Regions from separate parts of the Capsicum annuum genome. Here region 2 is linked to region 1. The links are chromatin contacts, called in public Hi-C maps. All regions are on one chromosome and are shown on one strand. Each heading gives the region's core, a stretch centred on a gene start, on an enhancer-like site or on the middle of the called end of the contact. The rest is flanking DNA. Distances are from core to core; before and after follow the strand shown.

The links. A called contact is a pair of places that touch in the nucleus more often than the background predicts.
Region 2: a Hi-C map of leaf shows a contact between it and region 1, with 2.1 times the contacts expected there. The contact joins the promoter of LOC107848364 here to the promoter of LOC107848113 in region 1. A contact is called at or near these places in 2 of 5 Hi-C or Micro-C datasets (leaf and placenta).

The regions. Positions count from the first base shown.
Region 1 is chr11:37,182,054-37,188,069 of UCD10Xv1.1, reverse strand. It overlaps LOC107848113 (actin-related protein 2/3 complex subunit 1A), which reads left to right and starts at 3,050. Exons shown (of 13, transcript XM_047398727.1): 1 at 3,050-3,164; 2 at 3,274-3,356; 3 at 5,211-5,296. The coding sequence starts at 3,287.
Region 2 is chr11:37,343,271-37,349,850 of UCD10Xv1.1, reverse strand. It overlaps LOC107848364 (pentatricopeptide repeat-containing protein At1g62260, mitochondrial), which reads left to right and starts at 1,559. Exons shown (of 2, transcript XM_016693124.2): 1 at 1,559-4,475; 2 at 5,474-5,911. The coding sequence starts at 2,070. The coding sequence ends at 4,175.

The sequences.
Region 1 (6,016 bases), core at 1,801-4,300:
TTCCTCTTCCCCTGTAAGAGGAATTGAAACCTTAAGATGCCATCCTGTATAACATAAAAAAAATTAGGTTAGATATTCACGAGTAAGAAAGTCGGGCAGATTATTATCTAATCCTTTTAAATATTGAATTTCAAAATCAAATGGAGCTAACAGAGCTTACCATCTTGCAAACATTTGCTTTAACACATTGTACTTACAATATTTATTAAAAATAAATTTAATAGCCTAGCAATCAGTTCTTATAATAAACCTTTGATATAAAGATCGCCCTGAAATTTTAAAATACATTTGACTATAGCAAACCTTAGCCACAATTACATAATTTTTCTGGCTGACATTACATTTTTCAAAATAAAATTGAATAATATAGGCCTGCTTATCTTGTGGGGAATATTGCTTCAAAATTTCATCATAGCCGATGTCAGAGACATCAGTCTCAATGATTTTTTTTCAATTAGGATTTGCCAAAGTAAGCAATGGTAGGTTATTAACATTTGCTTTAATATTTTTTACTGTGAGAGTATGACTCTCCGTCCATGCATTTGAATTTTTCTTCAGACTATCATACAAGATAGCTATGTCTTTTGTCAAATCCTTTATAAAAGAATAGATATAATTCAGACTACCCAGAAGCCTTTGCAATTGGGTTTTATCTATTATAACATCTAGAAATTTAAAAGCAAATGCAATACTTCTATTTATAGGGATGATTTTTCCTTGGTCAATATTGTGATCGAGAAATCTTACCTTTGTCTGGAAAAGAAATATTTTTGGCTTTGATATGACTAAGCCATTTTGTATGATGATCTTTTTGAAAAGATTCAGATGTTTAAAATGTGTCTCTATATTTTTTCAGAACACTAATATATCATTAATATAGACAATTATAAAATTGCTATGGGGCATGAATATTTCATTCATGATGTTTTGGAATTCTGAAGGAGCATTCTTCAGTCCAAATGGCATGAAATTTCATTCAAATTGTCCTATTGAAACATTAAAAGCAGTTTTATATTTATCTGCTTTCAATAGCTGAATTTGCCAGTAACCTGATTTCAAATTAAATTTAAAAAATATTAGAGCATCATATAATTTATCTAATAAATTCTTTTAATTTGAGATTGGATATCTGATCCACCTGAGGACTTTGTCGAGAGGTTTATAATTTATAACCAACCTCAAAACTCCTCTTTCCTATTCATCATGTTTAAGACCGTGCATGACCATGGAGATTTTGAAGGTCTTATAAGACCTTTATGTAAAAGAGAATCAATTTCTTTTTTACACAATTCTAAGTATTCAGAATTCATTTGGCAGGGTCTGACTTTAGTAGGGATATTGCCCTCTTGAAAACTTTTTTCATATGGAAGGCTAGCCGCATACTTTTTTCTCTGCTAAAAAGCATTTGGATGATCTCCACATATTTCTATTGAAAATTGATTTTTTAACAGTTCAATTTTTTCAATCAGTTTAAGATTTTGAAAAGTTTGATCAATAGATAAACTGCAATTTTCATTTTTCAGGAAATTCATTTGTTTGATTTTAGAAAGTATTTTTTTTCTTTATTAGGTTTATATACTTGGTATACGGTGGTTCACACCATTCAAATCGAATTTGTTTGTTTTCAAAAGTGCCAATCACACCATTCTCATCCCACTGAATTATGTGATACATATGCACAAACTAAGGTTTTTCCAAAATAATTTCGTCACTGATATCTTTTATTAAAACGAATATTTCTGGCATGCATATTTTATTCTGACAAACATATGCTTTGGGGATTTTATATTTTACCCCTATCTTATGACCATTAGTATTTCTTACAACATGAGTGATTTTCACAAAATATTTTGAAGGTATCAATCCTTCTTGAATGCAATTACAGCCTGCCCCACTGTCAATGAGAGCTGTAAACTCTTTTTTATAATTATAATTGATTAAAAGAATAATTTTTGCATAAAAATGCTGCTGGCAACAGCTTCCAAAGTTTGGAGGAAATCTTCCTTAGGCAAAGGAAGAGTAGGGCTTACTACAGTAGGTGTCATAATTGGGTTTTCTAAGGCAGAAACCCTTTTGTCCAAAGATAAATTGTGACTCTTAAGAAAGGATATTTCCTTTTTGAGATTATCAATCTCCTTCTTAAGGTCTTGGGTTGTTGCAGGGACATTGACAATCTTTTGTCTTTCCTTTAAAAGTTTTTGAACTTCTGTCTGGTATAAGGTCCTTTTTGGGAGGGAATACGAGAAATTTTCTCCTCTTTGCAAGAATAACTGGTAGATGGTTGGTTATCCTCCCGGGTTAATTTATCTTCTTTTAGGACATTTATTTCTAAAACTTGAAATTGAGAGTAGATGTTATAAAAAACACCTTCTTCTTTCATGTTAGTACAAGGTTGTCCTTGTTGGCAGGAAAGACATTTATCTTCTGAAGACATATAATCTTCATTTTTATGGACTCGTAAATCTTCATCCATGGACGAATAGTTTTCCTCGTTATCACTATAGTCCGAACTAGAATTTTTCGGAGAGGAATTAAGCAATATTTTGCATAAAGAGTCTTTAACTTCTTCATCTAAGGTAAGACTCTTAATCTTTTTTTTTTTTACTTTACAATCATTTGCAAAGTGGCCAACTTTGCCACATTAGTAGCAAGCATTAGCCTTCTTGGCTTTTCTATAATCATTTATAAAAATTCTTATTTGAATATAAATTTTTAAATTTTGATGACTAACTTTTATTTTAAAAATTTAATATAACTATATGATTGCACCAATCAAATAATACTCTTGTAATTATAATGTAATTATATTATGTCAGTTTAAATAAATTATCATAATTACTTAACTGTGTAATTACTAGACTGTTAATTACTACCCATTAATTACGCCAATTTCAATCTGATTTTCCAAAGAGACCCTTCGAAACGAAAGGAGTAATTTCCCAATGAAGCAAACTAATTGTGGGCTTCTATACCCACCGGGCCTTAAAAGTTAGCTAAAACTAAATTTATAATTTCAGTCCTCTTATTTTCGATTACTGTTAATTTACAACCCCACAGTTTTGTCCTTTTCTCTTTGATCAACAAAAGCATTTTGGATTCTTGAAATAAACTATTATAAATTACAAATTTACTCAGCATTTTCATTTCTAGATCTCATTTTGCAGGTATAGATCCTTTCGTAATTCGCAATTTTTCTCTTCAGATCTTCCATTTTCTTCCCATTTTTTCTCTGGAGATCGATTTTTTTTAATTGATCAATTAATTATTTTGTAGGCCAGAAAATAAAATGGCAGCAAGTTCAGTACATAAATTTGCTCAGTGCATTACTTGTCATGCTTGGAGTCCTGACCTATCCAGTAATCTCTTTTGCTCATCACTTTTAATCTTTTAAGATTATTTGCAATTCGAAACTGGTAATCTCGGAGAAATTTAAGATGAGGCTGTTTACAATAAATAGATCCTTGTGCTCTGCCCTTCTCCACAGTCCTAGTGCACCAGACTGACTTTTTTTTCTTTTTTATGGTAAAAGGAAAAAAAGTGAATTTTTATGCTAAAAGAATCATCATATTGCTCTGGTTGTGCTTCATCTACAGAGTTGTAGTGCTTAAAAAGGTGGATTTTCTGCAAAAATGTCATTTTTACAGTCTTATGTTCAAGTGGGTAGCACATAGATTTTTTTTTCTTTCATTTATTTTATTGACTCTCTATTTGGATAGTTGTTACACATTGTTTTATAATGTATTATATTGTATTGTGCTTTGTTGTGTTGCATTGTATGGTACATATTATTTTAATAAATACAATATTTGGATGGATTGTATCATTTTTCGTTGTTACATAATGTTACACATCAATAATTTTAAGGTCGAAGTGTAAACCTACAGGAAAAGTAGGGTACGGGCAAGGGCTGCTATAAAAAAGTTGGATAAAAGATAAAATAGAATTTTAATAATAAATGAAGATAGAATGAGAAAAAAATAAGGTAACAATGCAATCACACCAAATTGGTCCTTACACAAAATGAGAATTTTCATTGTTACCTAACGCTGGATTTTAAGATATGGTACAATTAAATTTAAGGAACTATGAAAACAAACATTATGTTTAAACTAACAACACAATACAATACAACAGGTAACAACCATCCAAACAAGCTGTGAGTACGATGGATAAATTTTTACCTTTTCTAGAGTTTCTCTCATTCATAATGGTTATGGAATGCTAGGTTTGGTAATTGTCTGTCATTGTTTGAACCCACTATTTTCTACTCCAACTAATACACAATGAAACAGGGGTAAGGTCTGCCTCAACTATTCTATATAGTAGTGGTGGAGTCGGGATTTTCACTAATGGGATTCAAAATATAAAGAAGTGAACAGATAAAGGTTCTAAGGGATTTCAATTATATGCATATATATACATACATAATTTTAACCTTATGTACAGGCTTCCTTTTCTGGATTGCTTTGGTTTATTTTTCCTTGAGCCAAGGGTCTATTCTGAAACAACCTCTCTACCTCTGAGGTAGAAGTAAGGTCTGCGTACACTCTATCCTTTTCATCCTTCCCAGACCTCATTTTGTGGGACTACACTGGGTAGGTTGTTGTTGTTAACCTTATATATGTACAGTGCAATTTCTAGCAATGAACCCCTTGTGCCCACTAGCTTCGCCGTGTTATACCTACAGGTTCTGGATAACTCTCCCCATCACCTATTAATTCTTGCTTCCATGGAGATTTGAACTTGAGACCTCATGGTTCTCCTTCACTTCATTGACCACTTGGCGATACCCTTGGATTAAGGTGTAGGTATTTATGTTAAGATTGTACCTATTGCCATGAGGAGTAGTTCGAGTGCAGTGATTTATCCACTAATGTAAATTTCATGATCTATGTGTGAGTGAGAGTGACCAGGTTGCTTTCATGTGTGACCAGGAGGTTGCGGGTTCAAGCCTTGGAAACAACCTCCAGCGGAAATGCATGGTAAGACTGCGTACAATAGACCCTTGTGGTCGGTCCCTTCCTTGGAACCTGCGCATACATGAACTTTAGTGTACTGGGCTGCGCTTATTTGTGAGTGAGAGTGGTGCTTTTATCTGAATATACAAGTAGTAGAGTATGCTTTGTGTGGTATGTAGTGGTTTGTTTCATGTGATGTTACTTGATGGAATTAGGAAGAGTTGCTAATGCCTATATAACTTACTTTTGCAGTGATTGCACTTTGTCCTAACAACAGCGAAGTACATATTTATAAACTATCCGAAGACAAGTGGGAGAAGGTCCATGTTCTTCAAAAGGTAAATATAGTCTGAGTTACGATTAATGTCATCTCGTCGTGTTATCAAATTGTTAAAAAGTCAAAATTTTTGTGGTGTTTCTTGTTTTGCTGCCTATATCTTAGTAACTTTTGTTAGAGCTGGGATGCTCTTCCACGTACGCTTTCTCTCTTTTCGTCTGATTGGTAAAAGATATTCCTTTTAATGTACAGCAAAGTGCTGCAACTAATTGCAGGAGATAACTACATCACAAAATGTGAGCCGAGCCCAAAATATCTACAGGAGATAACTACATCACAAAATGTGAAACGAGCCCAAAAAATTTATCACAGCTTCTATGTCATTTGAAATTGCCATGTCACAACCAAAAAACAACTAAGAGATGAATCTGTACTTAAGTCTAACTGATTTCCTTTTGCTTGAAAAAATTCTAGTGCTCCTTTCTTACTAGATGATCCACCATATGAATGAAAGAAGTGAGTTCCAAGTGATCAACCTGTCCTTTTCCAAACCTTTCATGTACCAGCTTTGCAGAAGCTCTTTAGCTGTCTTAGGCATTGTCCAGCTGACCGTGCACTCTTTCTTTTTTCCCTTCATATGGATTAGTAGTCAGATATTTGGATAGGGGACCATTTTTGCATAAATAAAGTTTGCATTCCTTTTAATTTAGTTTCTGTGTCTATTGATGTGCTGTTGAAAATTTCCGAGAACCTCTTTAAATTCATATTATTTGATAAACAT
Region 2 (6,580 bases), core at 310-2,809, 160 kb before region 1:
CTTCATCTTCTCCTTAGAGAACAATGCATTATAGACTTCATCTATGGTCAAGGTATCACGGCTATATAAAATCGTATCTCTAAAGATTATGTATAATGCAGGCAGCGAACACAACAAAATCAACCCTAGATCTTCCTCATCATACTTAACCTCCAGAGTTTCTAAATCAGAGACGATTTTCTTAAAGACTGAAGCTGATCCTCCAAGGACGCACCCACAGACATGTGATGGGAATAAAGTCGTTGTTTGAGATGCAACTTACTTGTTAGGCTCTTCGTCATACATAACGATTCCAGTTTCAACCACAATACAACAACAGTGGTCTCCTTCAAAACATTCTATAGAATCTGATTGGATAAATGAAGGTGGATCTGAGACCGAGCCTTTCGATCCTTACGTTGTTTGTCATTTTTCATCCACGATGAAGGCATCTTATCAAACCCTAATAGAGCATCGTCCAAATCCATTTGCGCGAGCACAACCCGCATCTTAACCTGCCATAACGAAAATCTAGTGTTGCGATCCAACAACAGAATATCATACTTCATGGTTGCCATCTCCGAGAAAACAATCGGTCTAGCTCTTATATCAGTTTGTTATGAATCAGACAAAATAAGCAAAAGGAAAAACAAGAACACACAGATTTACATGAAAATCCTTGCGGGAAAATCGATGGATAGAGGCAGAGGAATTCACTATAATGGATAGGGGTGTGCAAAAACCGAACCGACCGATAAACCGAACCGATAAAAATGTTATTGGGTTATTGGTATTGAGTTATTGGGTTAATGGTTTTTTATTGGTTTTATAAAAAAATTTATTAGGTAAACGGTTCGGTTTTGATTTTAGCTTAATGGGTTATCGGTTAAGCCGATAACCTAATAAGGATACACTATATTATTGTTTTACCCCTATTTATATTTTATATTTATAAATATCTCTCTATATCTATCTATCTATCTATCTATCTATCTATCTATCTATATATAGATGGATAGATATGTGTATGTGTATATATTATATACATTACTTATTCACAATTCAGCGATTCACAAAGTATTAATCTATTCAGGGCAACAAAGGCACAATATAAAGCTCGGCTATTATCGTATTAAAAAGCTTGAAGCATTTATAGCTTCCAACAATTAGGATTTAATTTTTTTTCTAACTAACATTCAATTCAAGTTTGAAGATTCTTATAAACTAAAATGCATTGCGTAGGATTTTGACGGTAACTAAGATTTCATTTTTTATATTAGTTGTTACTATTTCTATTTTATAAGTATTTTCTTATTGGTTAAACCGAAAATCGAACCATTAAGGACCAAAAACCGATAAACCAAAACCGATAAGAAAATATCTTATTGGTTTTACATATTTAAAAATCAAAAATCGATAAACCAAACTAATAACACATAAAATCGAAGTGAACCAATCGATGCACACCCCTAATAATAGAGAGGAGTATAATGTGGAGACGATAGTCTCAATACGAACAACCCAAAACAGCCCACTAGACGCACTTGTATAATACGTGCATATAAATAAATCCTAGGTCCAAAAACATACAAGTTCATACCAAAAAACTGTCAGTTCGATCCCTACGCTACCATCACAAACCCAATGAAAAATTACCACAAGCTTTTTAGGATCTGATTAACAAAATTTGGATCACAAACTCTAACAATATTAACTGAAACTGGCAACTTATGCCTCTAGTTGAGTTCCAAACACACCTTTTTTAAAAAAAAAAAAAGAAAAAAAGAATTGGGACAGGGGAAATGGAGAAGACAATTGCAAGACGGGAAACGGTAACCTCGTCAACAACGTGAAATTTCAAAATAAGCAACCAATCGAGTTAATAAGACTCCTCGTTTCCGACACAACTTCTTCATCTTACAATACTCTTTTTTAGTTCAACTTGAAAACTCTTTTTTTCAAATACAAATGCCTAATTGCGTAACTTAAGAATACAAAATCTTATTAGCGATGATACATTGGTGGTGGAACATAAGCAGCTTAAAGAGGTCTATTCATGCTCCAATTAATAGACACCTAACTGCTAAGCCATGCACAAATGCAGTGGTGCACTAAAGTTTCCTTTTGTGTGGACTCTGGAGAAAAGTAGATCACAAGGATCTATTCTGCGAGGCCTTAGGCTGTTTTCATGGATTCAATCCTCCTGGTCAAATGACAACAAGTTTACCCATTACACCGAGACTCCCTTTCACATTGCACCATATGTTATTGCTCACGAATCAGGCCAAAAAATACGTTATCATTCGACATTGAGTCGTAAGATTTATGATGCTCAGCCTAATGAAGTGTGTAAAGCAAACAGGAACATAACGAATTTGATTCGAAATGGTCGACTGGGGGATGCCAGAGGATTATTTGATAAGTTAACTCATCGAAACACAGTTACATGGAACTCAATGATCAGTGGGTACGTGCAAAATCGTGAGATTGTTAAAGCACGAAACCTGTTCGATGAAATGCCGCAAAGAGATGTTTTTTCTTGGAATTTAGTGATTTCGGGGTATTTGGCTTGTAAAGGGAATGGGTATTTGGAGGAAGGTAGGAAGTTGTTTGATGAAATGCCTGAAAGAGATTACGTTTCATGGAATACGATGATTAGTGGGTATGCTAAAGCTGGGAAAATGGGTGAAGCAGTGGAGATTTTTGAGTGTATGGATGATAAGAATGTTGTGTCGTGGAACGCGCTGATTTCAGGGTTTTTAAGGAATAGGGATGTGAAAACTGCTGTTGAGTATTTTAAGAAAATGCCGGAGAGAGATTCAGCTTCTCTTGGTGTGCTTGTATCGGGTTTGACGCAGAATGGGGAATTGGATGAGGCGGAACATGTTCTTTATGAATTTGGAGAGGGTAGTGACGGGAAAGAAGATTTGGTTCATGCTTATAACACGTTGATTGCTGGATATGGTCAGAAAGGAAGGGTTGATGATGCTAGACGTCTTTTTGATAAAGTACCATGTTGTAGTGGTCAAGGAATTAGTAGAAATAAGAGATTTGAGAGAAATGTCGTATCATGGAATTCCATGATCATGGCATATATCAAAGCAGGAGATGTGGTTTCTGCAAGAGAACTTTTTGATCAGATGACGGAGAGGGATACATTTTCATGGAACACAATGGTTTGTGGCTATGTTCATGCCTCAAATATGGATGAAGCATCAGACCTGTTTTCTAAAATGCCGAATCCTGATGTGCTATCATGGAATTCAATAATCTCGGGATATGCACAGACGGGAAATTTGGAATTGGCACATGATTATTTTGAAAGGATGCCCCACAAGAATCGGGTTTCTTGGAATTCCATGATCTCCGGTTGTGAAAGAAATGCAGACTATGAAGGAGCAATAAAGTTATTCAGTGAGATGCAACAGGCAGGAGAGAAACCTGATAGACACACACTCTCGTCACTTCTAAGTGTTTGTGCTGAAACTGTGGCTTTGTTTCTAGGTATGCAGATTCATCAGTTAGTGACAAAGACTGTTATACCTGATATACCTTTAAACAATTCCCTAATAACTATGTACGCAAGATGTGGCGCAATACATGAAGCCAGGACAATTTTTGAAAGGATGAAATTTCAAAAAGACGTAATCTCATGGAATGCAATGGTCGGAGGCTATGCATCCCATGGTTTTGCATTTGAAGCCCTAGAGCTTTTTGAATTGATGAAGCGCCTTAAAGTGAGACCAACTCGCATCACGTTCATTTCAGTTCTGAATGCGTGTGCTCATGCTGGTTTAGTGGAACAAGGTCGGTTATATTTTAAATCTATGGACTCTGAATTTGGCATCATACCTGAGGTTGAACACTTTGCCTCTCTTGTGGATATTGTTGGTCGACATGGACAGCTTGAGGAGGCCATGAAAGTGATTAACACTATGCCAGTGGAGCCAGATAAGGCTGTCTGGGGTGCAGTACTAGGTGCTTGTAGGGTGCACAATAATGTTGAATTGGCGCGAATAGCAGCTGAAGCGCTAATGTGCCTGGAACCAGAGAGTTCAGGTCCTTATGTTTTACTGTATAACATGTATGCCAATGTTGGAAGGTGGGATGATGCAAATGAAATCAGAATGTTGATGGAAACAAATAATATAAGGAAGGAGGCCGCTTATAGCACGGTGGGCTCAACTTCCTCATAGTGATTTGCCAATATCACACGAAGAATTTGGATCGAGGAGGCTATTTTGGGGTTTAAATCCTTAGAAGGGACACATCATGTGTAGTATACTTCTGAGCATTTGCACTTTTCCTGACTTTGACAAACAATGCAACAATGCTGTTAAACACCTATTGATGTTTTGGAGCATTTATGTATACAGTTTGAGTGTTGGAATTCAAAGAATTGAGCATAGTGAATTCTAGTGGAGCAGAAGCTTGTTTCATGAAGAAGGACCACTAACAAGGCATGGTCTCTATCGATAACATCGTGTGATCGCCAGGTTCACTTGTGCCTTATTTTTCTCACCTTTTTTAATCTTCAGTAATTAGTTGTTTTCTCCATTAAATCTTTGTTTCTATCTCTCTAGTAAACTAGTCTATCTTCTTGTCTCTGTATCTGGCCTTAACTTCAGTAGCATTATGTATTGAGATACAATAATTCATGATGCTAGAAATTTAGGATAGTCAAGCCCCTATTAGGACAAAGGGAATACCTCTATGACTTGCATTTCTGCGTGTGTTGGTATGAAGGAATGTATTTTCTATGGAAATGTTTTCCAGGAAAATAAGTGGTTTTCTACTTTTCTTACTCATTTTCTTGTGTTAGGTAAATTAGTGAAAAATATTACTCTAAAAACATTTGTATATAATTTAGACAAATACCAAGGGAGGTGAGGGTGTGGGGTGGTGGGGATGGGGGTTATGGGGGTCGGTTGAAGATGAGGTGTGTCGGAGGGTGGAAAGAATATAATTAATGTGGAATGCCACTCGTGAAATTGTTTTTCCTACTTTCACTAGGGAAGTCATTTTCTTTATTTTTAGGAACTTGTTATCCTAGAGAAAAAAAAATTTCCAAAAATTTTGAACAATCGAATATCAGAAAATTGGAAAATTCCTCTTTTCACCATGCTGAACACCCTCTATTGAACTGTGTTTCTATTATAGGTGCACCTTGAGTTCTGTTTTATTAATTTTTCTAAAACTCAAAGAAATTCTAATCTTTCGTCCCTTTTGATTAGCTTTTCATGAACTGGACTTATAATAAAAGAAATAAAGAACATTTAAAGAAAAGAATCCAAGATGTGTTTTTCTGTAATAACAGGCAATATATACAAATCTATGTCAGAGAAGAGTTCCTAATCTTTGTATGAAGTCTAACTGGAGAGTTACTTTTGCTTGCACCTTTTCATCTCCTGACCTTTATGGTTCTTCCTCCACTATTATTGGTTTCTTATTGCTTACTGTAGATTGACCATGTCATTGCTCTTATTCATGTTAGGTACACTGCTCTCTGACATCAAGCATTTCTACCTGAGCAACCAGAAGAGAGATAAAGCTTATTAGGTAGAGGACTTTGACATTAATGAGAATGCTCCAACTCCTAGACAATGTATTCAAATAACTGAAGAGGAACCTGTGGGGTTTGAGGATGACGCTGAGAAGCTAATTTATCAACTGACGAGAAACGGAGGATTTGAATATTATATCTATTGTTGGGATGCTGGTCTATGTTCGAGCATGGTGTACTGTCTCACAAACATATGTAACGTCTGTCGATTAATACTACTTGTTAAGCCCCTTTAGGGGTAGTTTCGTCTTTTCCTTTATACCTTACCCATAAACAATTAAAAACCTACTTTTCCATCAGTTTTATACGTTGAAACTTAAAACTCCTACGCTTTCCATTAGTTAAACGTTGAAAAAAATCCCCGTTTCCTCAAGTTTACATGTTAAAAACCTCACTTTTTCCATCAGCTTGCTTCCGTTTTCCACATCATTTCTCTTACGATTTTCATCAACAAATATCTTTATTTCTCCATTCAAACGCAACTACTTACAAGCACCAGAGAATTGACGCAACAAATCAAGTTTGATTCCTTCGTTGCGATCTAAATTACTTCAGCGACCTGTGGTATGTAAGATTATGGTCCTTTATATTTTATGTTCACCAATTCAACTTGTTCAAGACAAATTAGGATTGAAGAAATCCTCATACTCCCATTCTCAATAAAACGTATAAATGTGTTCTCCTAGATCTTTGGATAAGAAAACAAAAGAATAAAATTTTTATTTGATAACTTTTTCATCCTTTCTACTGTTGATCGGATCGGAGTTATTGCAGCTCTAAAAACGTCTGTATAACTGCTGCACTGGTTGTATAATTGTTATATTGGTTTTGTATGATTTTCTTGGTGTCTAGCAAAATATTGACCTGCTTACTGTTAATTAGCTCTCTGAAAATTGAACTCCCTGTTTTGACATAGTCTGATTCTTAGATTGGGAGTTTGAGTCTATTTCTTTAATGTTGATAATTGCTTTGTCTTCTACTGGATCTCATGTTAATCTATTTTCCAGAACCGTAGGCTATAATTAGTAATACAATATC